Regions from separate parts of the Sus scrofa genome. Here region 1 is linked to region 2. The links are chromatin contacts, called in public HiChIP or PLAC-seq maps. All regions are on one chromosome and are shown on one strand. Each heading gives the region's core, a stretch centred on a gene start, on an enhancer-like site or on the middle of the called end of the contact. The rest is flanking DNA. Distances are from core to core; before and after follow the strand shown. Region 1 overlaps NOB1 (RNA-binding protein NOB1). Region 2 has its middle 15 kb from the start of MIR140.

Evidence for each region. HiChIP or PLAC-seq counts read pairs in DNA pulled down with a chosen protein or histone mark.
Region 1: an H3K27ac HiChIP or PLAC-seq map of alveolar macrophages shows a contact between it and region 2. The contact joins two enhancer-like sites. A contact is called at or near these places in 5 of 47 Hi-C or Micro-C datasets (brain, liver and skeletal muscle) and 1 of 2 datasets of contacts at active chromatin or transcription factors (alveolar macrophages).

What each region holds. Positions count from the first base shown.
Region 1 is chr6:17,242,504-17,247,553 of Sscrofa11.1, reverse strand. NOB1 (RNA-binding protein NOB1) reads right to left here. Exons shown (of 9, transcript XM_003126901.3): 8 at 4,723-4,867; 9 at 2,103-2,666. The coding sequence ends at 2,397. Among named protein-coding and RNA genes, the nearest start is that of NOB1, 11 kb to the right of the region's middle. Within about 2 kb of position 3,458, at least 9 of the 83 cell types and tissues checked have an H3K27ac peak or open chromatin away from gene starts, as enhancers often do. A contact at or near this core is called in alveolar macrophages and liver, where this site is marked.
Region 2 is chr6:17,060,567-17,065,187 of Sscrofa11.1, reverse strand. No RefSeq gene overlaps it. Among named protein-coding and RNA genes, the nearest start is that of MIR140, 15 kb to the left of the region's middle. Within about 2 kb of position 3,092, at least 15 of the 83 cell types and tissues checked have an H3K27ac peak or open chromatin away from gene starts, as enhancers often do. A contact at or near this core is called in alveolar macrophages and liver, where this site is marked.

The DNA.
Region 1 (5,050 bases), core at 2,209-4,708, 180 kb before region 2:
ATGGCTACAAAATAGGAAACAATCCATTGGTTTCTGGGTAGTCATGCCTGCTTTGTTAACTCAGTGTTTTTTTGGTGGAGTAAGCAGATTCACTTTTCTATTATACCCTTATAAAGCACATTTTACCTTTTAATAATTTCTCATATTTGTGTTTCACATAATCCAGAGGACTTGAATTTGCCAGTGGCCTTTGGTGCTAAGGCCAGCCCCATTTTGGTGTATGTATAATAAACCAACCTCCCTCTACTTCACGTTTTACCAATATTTACACCATTCTAGTATGAGTTTTGCTTCTTTGCGTGTGAGTGAAATAGATGGGCTGTCTGGGGGAATGACTTCAGTGAATGGCTGTGGGGATATGTCGCTGGTCTCTTGTGTGACTGGCGCCTGGCTGGTGTTACCTTATTGTGGGTGTGTCAGATTGCCCGTTTCTCAGAGTAGGCTTCACAGGCCATGTTTTCACCTTCTTGATGAAATTCTCTTTTGCTTCTTTATGTTGGGGGCTCTTTGTCTTTGCAGAATTCAATCAGAACTGTGTGTGGTTTGCCTTCGTTCATTCCTAATCAGTATAAATAACCCGGAAGCCCAGCTCTGGGCTACGCGCTCTCAGAGGACTAAGGGACAGCTCCCTCCCCTTTGTTGCCAAAATATCAGCTGCCTCTGCACACGGAGGCCAAATAGAAACACGGACACAGAGTTGGAGGAACTAGATAAAGCAGCTTTAATTGCAAGGCAAGGAGAGGAACACGGCAGGCTAGTGCCTCAAGGACTGTGCACCCCCCTGCCCCCCTGCCTTGGAGAGGATAGTGAGGAGTCTTAGAGTGTTTGTGGGTCAGGGCGTGATCCGCTCATGGACGTTTTCCTGATTGGTGGGTGCTGGGCTCAGTGGGAGTCAGTGCCATCAACCTTCTTGTTCCAACTGGTCTGGGGTCTCCGTGCTTGTGGGCAGCATACAGTTGACTTGTCTACTGGTGGGGCTTCCGCACCTGCAAAACGCCTTCAAGGACATGGCTCAGAACATTCTCTGTAGTCTTTGATGAAGGTCCTTGACTTTGTTGAATGGCTGAATTATTAGTTTTTTTTTTTCCTCTGTGTTTTTTTCCTACGTCCCTCATTAAATTGGTTCTTAGACTTAAGTTTTTCTATAGATAAAAAGGCAGGTGGAGGACGTGAGTGGGGTCCACTCTGCCTCACAGGGTCCTGCCGGGTCATACCCGCTGCACGATAAAGCTATCAGTGGGTGAAAGGAAACCGTCTCTAATTCCTAAGCTTGAAAAACCTAAGGACTGAAAAGCTGGACTGAACAGTCTACTGTGCCTGCATCGACAACCCCTGCGAACATGTTCCTGCAGGTACACATCTCTGCAGGTGTGGTTGTAGCTAGTGCTGCAAGCCCAGCCTCTAGCACCCCGCCCTCCAGATGGGTTAGGATTGTTATTTGTTCCCTTGGGGTTGGGCGGGGCCCCAAGATTAGTTCTGGCCGTTGAACGATTAGATCTTTGATCTTTGTTTTCCTCCCTTTTCCTTTTCACAGCCTCACCCTCGGGATACTGGAGTTCCCAGGCTAGGGGTCAAATTGGAGCTACAGTTGCCGGCCTACACTACAGCCACAGCAGTGCAGGATGCAAGCTGGGTCTCCACCTACACCACAGCTCACAGCATCATTTAATTCACTGAGCAGGGCAGGGGATTGAGCCCGCATCCTCATGGATACTAGGTGGGTTCTTCACCACTGAGCCACAAGACTCCAGTAAATTTTGAATTGTATGTTAGATAATAGTGATGTATCCACGTCACAGTACTGTGGCTATGTTAAACGAACATCCTTTCCTGAGCAGACCCGCAGAAAGAGAAACTACAAAAGAGGAGGAATACTCACAACTGGAGAGAAAGGTAAACAATGAGAGATTCTAGGTAGTTCAATGCCGAATTTTCCTGGATGATCAAAATGTTTCAAAATAAGTTAAAATGCTAGCTCTTAGTTTTATTATAATAAACATAGTGTATCTTCTTACAAAAAATATAAACCTCAACGCTTGATTCTTGGGCACACGCAAGTGTTTGCTTCATATCACCTAAGAGGCAAAAAAAGAAAATGCACAGAAGCTTGCAAACACATTTATTAGAAAAATATCACCACTTGGAAGTTCTCTTCTTTAAAGGTTGAAGATCTGCTTCAGGCACTGTTTCTTCTGCTTTCATTCAACTCTCTCTCTGGATGCACGGGGGCCAGGGCATGGCTGAGTCCCACCACCAACCCAACCCGAGGCACCACGGCAAGTCCTGGGGCAGCACTGGGAAGCCAGGCCCACTCCCTCGGTCCGGCACAGCTGGGGGCGACACATGGGACTCCCCGGCAGCCACGGCAGCAGTCCAGCTTGCCTGTGAGCCCCCCTTCACCTTTTCTTCACAAACTTCTTTCTGGAAGCATTGGGATTTAACCGTCTCCTCCCGGCTCCCAGGGTGCTGTCTCGGACCTGCAGGGTAGCCGACCGGCTGGAGATGTCGTTCTCTGCAAAAGGAGACACCCCAGCTACGTAGTCGGGGGCAAACACGTCGGTTTTCTGCCTGGCCTTGCGGGAGAGCCGCAGTTGAGGGAAGCGCTGGTCCTCGGTCAGGTGGGGGTTGATGGCGTACTTGCCCCCTTTGGGAGCGGGGAGTGAGTACTGCAAATAAGACGACGGAAGACCATTAGAAGGACGGGCTCCAAAGTCATACGCATCAGATCCTGTAAACATACAGCTCACCTGACAACTCGACGCAGGCTCTGCCTGCGACGACAGCAACGGAGTTTATCATCACTGCCCACAGAGCACTGAGCCTCCCACATGAGCCGTGCCCCATCCCGCCTCAAGGATGAGAACTCGGAGTTCCTTTGTGGCTCAGTGGTTAATGAATATGACTGGGAACCATGAGGTTTCGGGTTCGATCCCTGGCCTTGCTCAGTGGGTTAAGGATCTGGTGGTGCCGTGAGCTGTGGTGTAGGTCGCACACTCGGCTCAGATCCCGAGTCGCTGTGGCTGTGGTATAGGCTGGCGGCTACAGCTCCAATTAAACCCCTAGCCTGGGAACCTCTATACGCCTCGGGTGTGACCCTAGAAAAGACCAAAAAAAAAAAAAAAAGGATGAGAACGCAATGTGGTCTTTTGACTACACACCCTCAGCTCAAGACAGACAGAATAACACAAAAACACAGAACTCTGGTAAGCAGGTACCATTTTCACAACAGTAGAGGCTAGCAATTCTCTCTCTATATATTATAGTCTCTGGTTGAACAAATAAACAATTAAGGAAAATGGTGTTACTAAGGGTGTAATGGATACAAAAAGGAAGCTAGAATGAACTATGCGGTGTTGGGCTGAAAGTGAAGTTAAAATTTACTGTTTAATACAGTCAGAGGCCCCATGAACTGTCTGAGCATCAAAAGTCAGTAATGACTAATGACAACAATGAATCACAAGCTACAGACCACACTCATAAATAAATTTATGGCTAAGTTCCTCTTTACAACAGAATACCAAGTAGTATATAAACTTTAACTGGTCTGATGAGAAACAGTATTCATACAGTATCAAAGTATCTTCAGCTACTAATTACAAATAACCTAACAGGAAATTTGGTAATCTTGGGGTGGTAATTATATATTGTGGTTATATAAGAATTCACCTTAACTAAGTGATCAAAGTTATTATCGCTAGTAAACGGAGCAATGAGTCACCATTCACCCCCAACAGGACGGTGAATGGCAAGACAGCATCAGTTCTGGGTGCCCCTGCCAAAACATACACAGCCTGGCTCCAACCACAAGGAAACACCAGACAAACTCAAGGTAAGGGATCTGCTACAAACTGCCTTGTACTCTTCAAAAACACGAGCGACAACAGGCTTGAGAAACTACTTTGGTTTAAAAGAGATGAAAGTGATGTGACAAATGCAATGTGTGAGCCTCGACTGGATCCTGGACCCCCAAACCCTGTTCTTTTGCTGTCAACAGGGAATTTGCGGCAAAGTTGGAACTCGGTCGGGAGACTAGCTGGCAGCACTGTGTGTAGTAAGGCGAACCTCCTGGTTGTTACATCACGGGTGAGACAGTCCTCGTTTCCAGAAACAAACACTCATGGGGCCAAGGGCATCACGTACAATTCCCTCTCACATGGTTACGGGGGAAAATGCAGTCAAAGATTAAATTGGGAAATCTAAGTGAAATGAAAATGGGAATTATCTGTACTGTTTTGGGCAACTTTTCTATAAATCTACAATTATTTTCAGATAGAAAAGTTAGACACTCTTCTCGCCTATTAATGGCATCTGCCGCAGCTGGAGGGCCCGGCGCCAGGTCAGCGGCCGTCAGAGCCGCCTGTCTCTCAAGCCCTCTCTCCCGATTCCTCCAACCAACTCCTGGCCGCCCTGAAGCACCCGGCACTGCCTGTGCTGCTGAGCACTTACTATTACCTGCCCTCTGAAGCTTCTGGAAGTTCTGCTCATTCTCGAACTCCTGCACAAATCCAACCTCTACCATCGTGCAAACCGTCTCCCTCTTTGTGACCCTGGGGCTTCCTGGGCCCGTGGTGTTTACTCCTGCGCTTACTGGTTATGTCTCCTCAGACTGCAACCCCCTCAGAACCCTCTGATCTGGCCGGCCGTGTTGGCATCGGGATCGCGGGCTTCTGACACCGGCCTCTAGAGCCCCCGCGGCCCTGCGGGTGGGGGCGGGCTACTCACCCGGAGGCCCCGCGGATTCAGCACCTTGGGGTTGCGGGAGAAGTGCATGTGCAGGGTTCCGTCGTCGCTGACGGTCACAGACACCTTCTTCAGGGTCTTGTTTCCACAGTGTGAACAGAACACTCGGCTCATGTCGGACGTGGTCCTAGAGACACAAAGGAGACGTGTTGCCCTGGAGCCACCGGCAAAGCGTGGGCCCGGAGCCCAGGGCGGGGCACGGGGCTCGGAGGAGACGGGGAACTGGGGCCGGGCTGGATGGCACCCCACCCTCCGCAGACCCAGGCCAAGGCCGCTGCTCAACCGCAAAGGACACAAGCATCAAGTCAGT
Region 2 (4,621 bases), core at 1,843-4,342:
CTAGTCCCAACTCTAGTTCTCTCGCCCAAACACAGTATCATCTACTCCACTAGGAGCCCTGGTTCTTCTTGGTATAAAAGAGGACTAGAAAGCAAAGCGTGGGCTTCCATCAGGAGGGCACCATGAACGCATGACTTGATCAGCTTCTCTGCTCCCAAATGCATAATCTAAAAAAGAGAACACAAAACATATATGTGGGGGTGGGGAGAAAGAGGGAAAGTTGGTTTAAAAGATAAAAATAAAACAAAAATGCAAAACGTTGGGCAAGATTGAACCATGGGTCTGCTGCCCCTAGAGCCTGGCAAATGTGAGTTAAGCTGCCATGGGTAAGGGGTCTGATACCCCCGAGTAGGTGGAGGATGGGGCACCTGTTGCGTATCTGACTATGGCTTGGAGAAAGTCGATAGGAGGCTCATTAAACCAAACCACCCCACTGATTCTGGCCGGGATCTGTGACATTCCCAGGTCACCCCAGGCTGGGGCCCCAAACTGCCACTCAAAGACCAGGCTCTAGAATGGATGCCCAGCTGGATAGGATGTGGCAGCTATAAAACCATTAGGAAAGAATGAGCACAGGCAGAAATCACTCAATATTTTTGACTCCATATTTCAGAGAAAGGCACTCATGGGTGGTCTCTTGCCTGCTGTCTTTGCTGTAAGGGGTTAGGGGGCAAGTGGGCCTTTTCATGGGGCCCCCTATGTCGCTGTGCAGGGGTCCATCCTCTGGGGTGACCCCTTTCTCCAGAGATGAATCCTCTGCTCCCCGCCTGAGTGGGAGACTCTGCCTGAACCAGGGAACCTTCCTGGAGGCTTCCTGGGACTCCTGGCCACTGACCTGATCTTTTCTCTCCTCCCGTCCTCAGCTCTGACTCAGGTTCCTGAGCTGGGGGCTCCACTCAACCGCTAATCTCCTGCAGCTGGCAGAGAGGAGGTAGCCAAGCTGCATGGGGCTCCGGGGGAGACCTCAGTGGCCCACTCTTACCGTGGTTTTCAGCTCTCCTCTGCCTGCCTTCTGTCCCCAAGTACTGTCTCTCTGGGGACTCCCTCCTTTCCTGTCAGCATTGGCTTAGGTGCAGACTTGTGCTTGCACCTGCTTTCCACCTCTGAACATCGCAGAATCCTCTTGTGTTCTCTTTGTGCCTGTGGATTAGGACCTTTGTGGAGCTGCCTTCACTGTCATTTTAGTGTGGCTGGTGAGGGCCAAGAGCTGCTTCACCTGCTCCCTCACTTAACTTCCTTTCCTTGGGTCTGCCTGCAGGGGCAGCTTGCAGCTTTGCACGGAGGTCCCGGAGGGGGCGTGTCTGTTTCCTTATTTGACTTCCGACTCATGCAGGGCACTAACTCCAAGCTTAAGCCTAAGTCTTTCCCTGTTCAGAACCCTCATCAGCTAAGCTTTTTCCACGTGAAGTTGAGGCTGGGGCTGTGGCTGCCCAGCTGCTGCTCCTGCTCTCCTCCTTCCAGAAAGGTGTCGACCTCCCTTGTCCGCCTTCCAGATGCTGCTTCTCAAATCGGACCAAATGGCGAGGACAAAAATGGGAATGCTTTCCCAATGGCTTTAGTGGGGACTTGGGAGGGAACAAAGCGAAATGCATGTCAGAACTGATTTTTGTGAATCAGCCACAGTTTTGCACCTCACCTCTGAAGAGCACTAGCTCTAAGCGTTGGTTTGGTTTGGTTTGTTATTTCCAAAGCCACTGGCACCAATAGCTAGTCCTTCTAAACAAGAAGGATGCTTTATTTCTGCATTTTCTATCAACATTATCTTTATTCTATGACTTTCATGAGGCATTGACAATAAAAATGAAAAACCCACTGTAGTCGATGGTGGATGACCCTGCTGAATTCTTTTTTTTTTTTCTTTTTATCTTTTTATGGCCGCACCTGCTGCAGATGGACGTTCCTAGGCTAGGGGTCAAATTGGAGCTGCAGCTGAGGCCTACACCTCAGCCATGGCAACACCAGATCCTTAATCCACTGAGCGAGGCCTGGGATTAAACTGGCGTCCTCACGGAAATTATGTCAGGTCCTTAACCCACTGAGCCACAACGAGAAGTCCTACCCTGGAGAATTCTTGCTTTTATCTCTAGGATGAAGGCTTCTTAGTCATTCCTCCCCCCATGGCACTGCTCCCTGCGCCCCCTCTGCGCACCCCCGTGGTGAAATCCCCTCCTCTTGAGTGGGGCTGGTCTAGTAACTAACCAATACATATGGCCAAGGTGATGGGCTGTCTCCTCTGTGGTTAATTGATAAAGGATTCTGATCTACTTGTTAGCCGAGCCTCCATTGCCTTCTCGGCTTGTGTGCTTTGATGAAGCAAGCTGCTGTGGTTGGGAGGCCCACATGGCAGGGGACGGAGGGCTCCTTCGTGTCAAAAGCCAGCAAGGAGCTGCGGCTCTTGGTCCCACAGCCCTTGAGGAACAGAATCCTGCCAGCAACCACGTGTCCTTGGAAACTTGAGATGACAGCAGCTCAGCTGACACCTTGATTGCCACCTGGGAGTGTCACCGAGCAGAAGACGCAGCTGTATACCTGGGCTCCTGCACCCCAGAACTGTGAGATAACGATGTGCAGTTTTAAGCTGTTCAAGTTTATGGTAATGTGTTGCTCAGCAATAGATAACGAATACACTGTCCTAGGTCAGATGTAATGTCCTTGGATTAGCATTTCTTGAAAGTCCTAAGTCCTGAATGTGGCCAGGATTTTTAACAAATGAAAGAACCATGGCATGTGGATTATCCGTAGTTCAAAAGAAATCACACTAACTGGGAATTGAGGCACAGAGGTACCGGTATCCCTCTTCTTCCTTTTCTTGGAGGAAAGAAAGTACTGGGAAGTGGGAGTAATTTCAGTCCCCCCCACACCCCTGTCCCCAGCTCATGTGACATTGCTTGTTGGTTTCCGAGGCCTTGGCTCTGGCCCAGCCTGTGGCTGTGGCACTCTGCCTTGGGTTGTCATTCATGCTTATCTGGGCTTCTAGCCAAACCCAGTTGGCAAGGGTAGGGTCCAGTCTCTGAAGGACAATGTTGGGTGCCATTCCCTGTATAATGACAGCGCGAGGAGTAGGGTGGATGGTGCCATCACAGCAGTGCATGAGCTGAAGAATGGCCTTTGCAGCTCCAGGATTTCCACTGGCGTTGGTTGCAGGGGCACATCTCCCACCTCAGTTAGGCTCCCTCATGAACATCTGGTCCAGAGGTATAGCAACATTCTTTTCTTCAGGGAAGGAATTAATTTCCTCCTTGAACTTCTGCTTTTCATAATCATGGGTGTTTGCCAACTCTTGTGATTGGTTCACGTTGGTTCAAACACGGGGTGGGGGAGAAGCAGCTGGTGCATTAACCTTTGTCTCTTATTCCATCCCTGCTCTTGAACAGGCGCGCACATCTCTGAGGCATCGGCTGTCTGCTACGGGGTACAGGAAGCCCCTGGATAAGTCCTTTCCCCAGCTTTATGGAGATGTAATGGACAGAGCGTGTTAGTTTAAGGTGTAAATCCTGTGATGACCGGATACGTGTATGTATTGCAAGATGATGACCACAGTAAGGTTAGTTAACACACCCATCACCTCACAGAGTTACCATTTTGTTATTGCTGTTGAGACCATTTCGGTCTGAGTTGTGGTGAGAACATTTAAGATGGACTCTTAGCAACTTTCAATACACCTTTCATATTGTATCCAGTGCTGGAGTCTCTCTGCCAGGGGGTAAGAGGTAGGGATAAAGCCAGGATTAAATATGAGAAAGAAGGGATAAGAGATGAAATAAGGATCTTAGTTAGTTGTTTTGGTTAAAAGATTAGCCAGATTATGTTATCAGGGATCAGACACTGGCTGTAGCCTCTAGACAGAGGTCATCACTGCAGAGGAGTGTAAAAGGTACATGTGTATAAGAAGGTATCTTGAGCTGGGAAAGGGCTTAAATGGGATCCATAAAGAGCTATAACCACAAGGCAAAAGCAGTGTTAGGTCCATCTACATCAGAATAAAAGTTCTCTATCTTGCACATGTGTAGAGACCATAGATCTCTTAAAAACACAGATTCCCAGAGATTCTAATGCAGCAGGCAAAAATGTATAAATTTACAGTGAAATAAATGATATCTGAAAAGGGTAATAACTACTCAGTATGTATCATAGATTAATAATTTTACTACATTTAACTCTCGTGTTCTTGAGGATATTTTTAGCTATAGTAGCCATATTTAGGTTATACTATGTGATGTTGTGCTGATGTGCCTCTTTTCCTAATTTACGGCTCTGTCTTGAAATCAGCCATCGTGGGAGTATTTACACCAGGGAAATTGGCAAAGACTGCAAATCAACACCCCTCCTTCTTTTTTAGAGAACTGGTTATTACACATGTACTACTGGACATAGTCCGTAAAACAAATCATGAGTGGTATCAGTAGTGAGGAAAATCAAATGAAGAGCTTTCTGAAGGGCAGAGGAGTCTTTGCATGTTGATTGCCCAAGCAGTAGTGTGCAGTAGAGTACATCATGGGTTGGAGGTGTGGCAAACTGACCCAATCCTTTTGCACCCATATGCTCTCCAGATTCCTTCAAAATCTTGGCTTAGATGGTTGCAGCCCAAAGCAGAAGTGGCGGGCAACACCTTTGGTGGTTT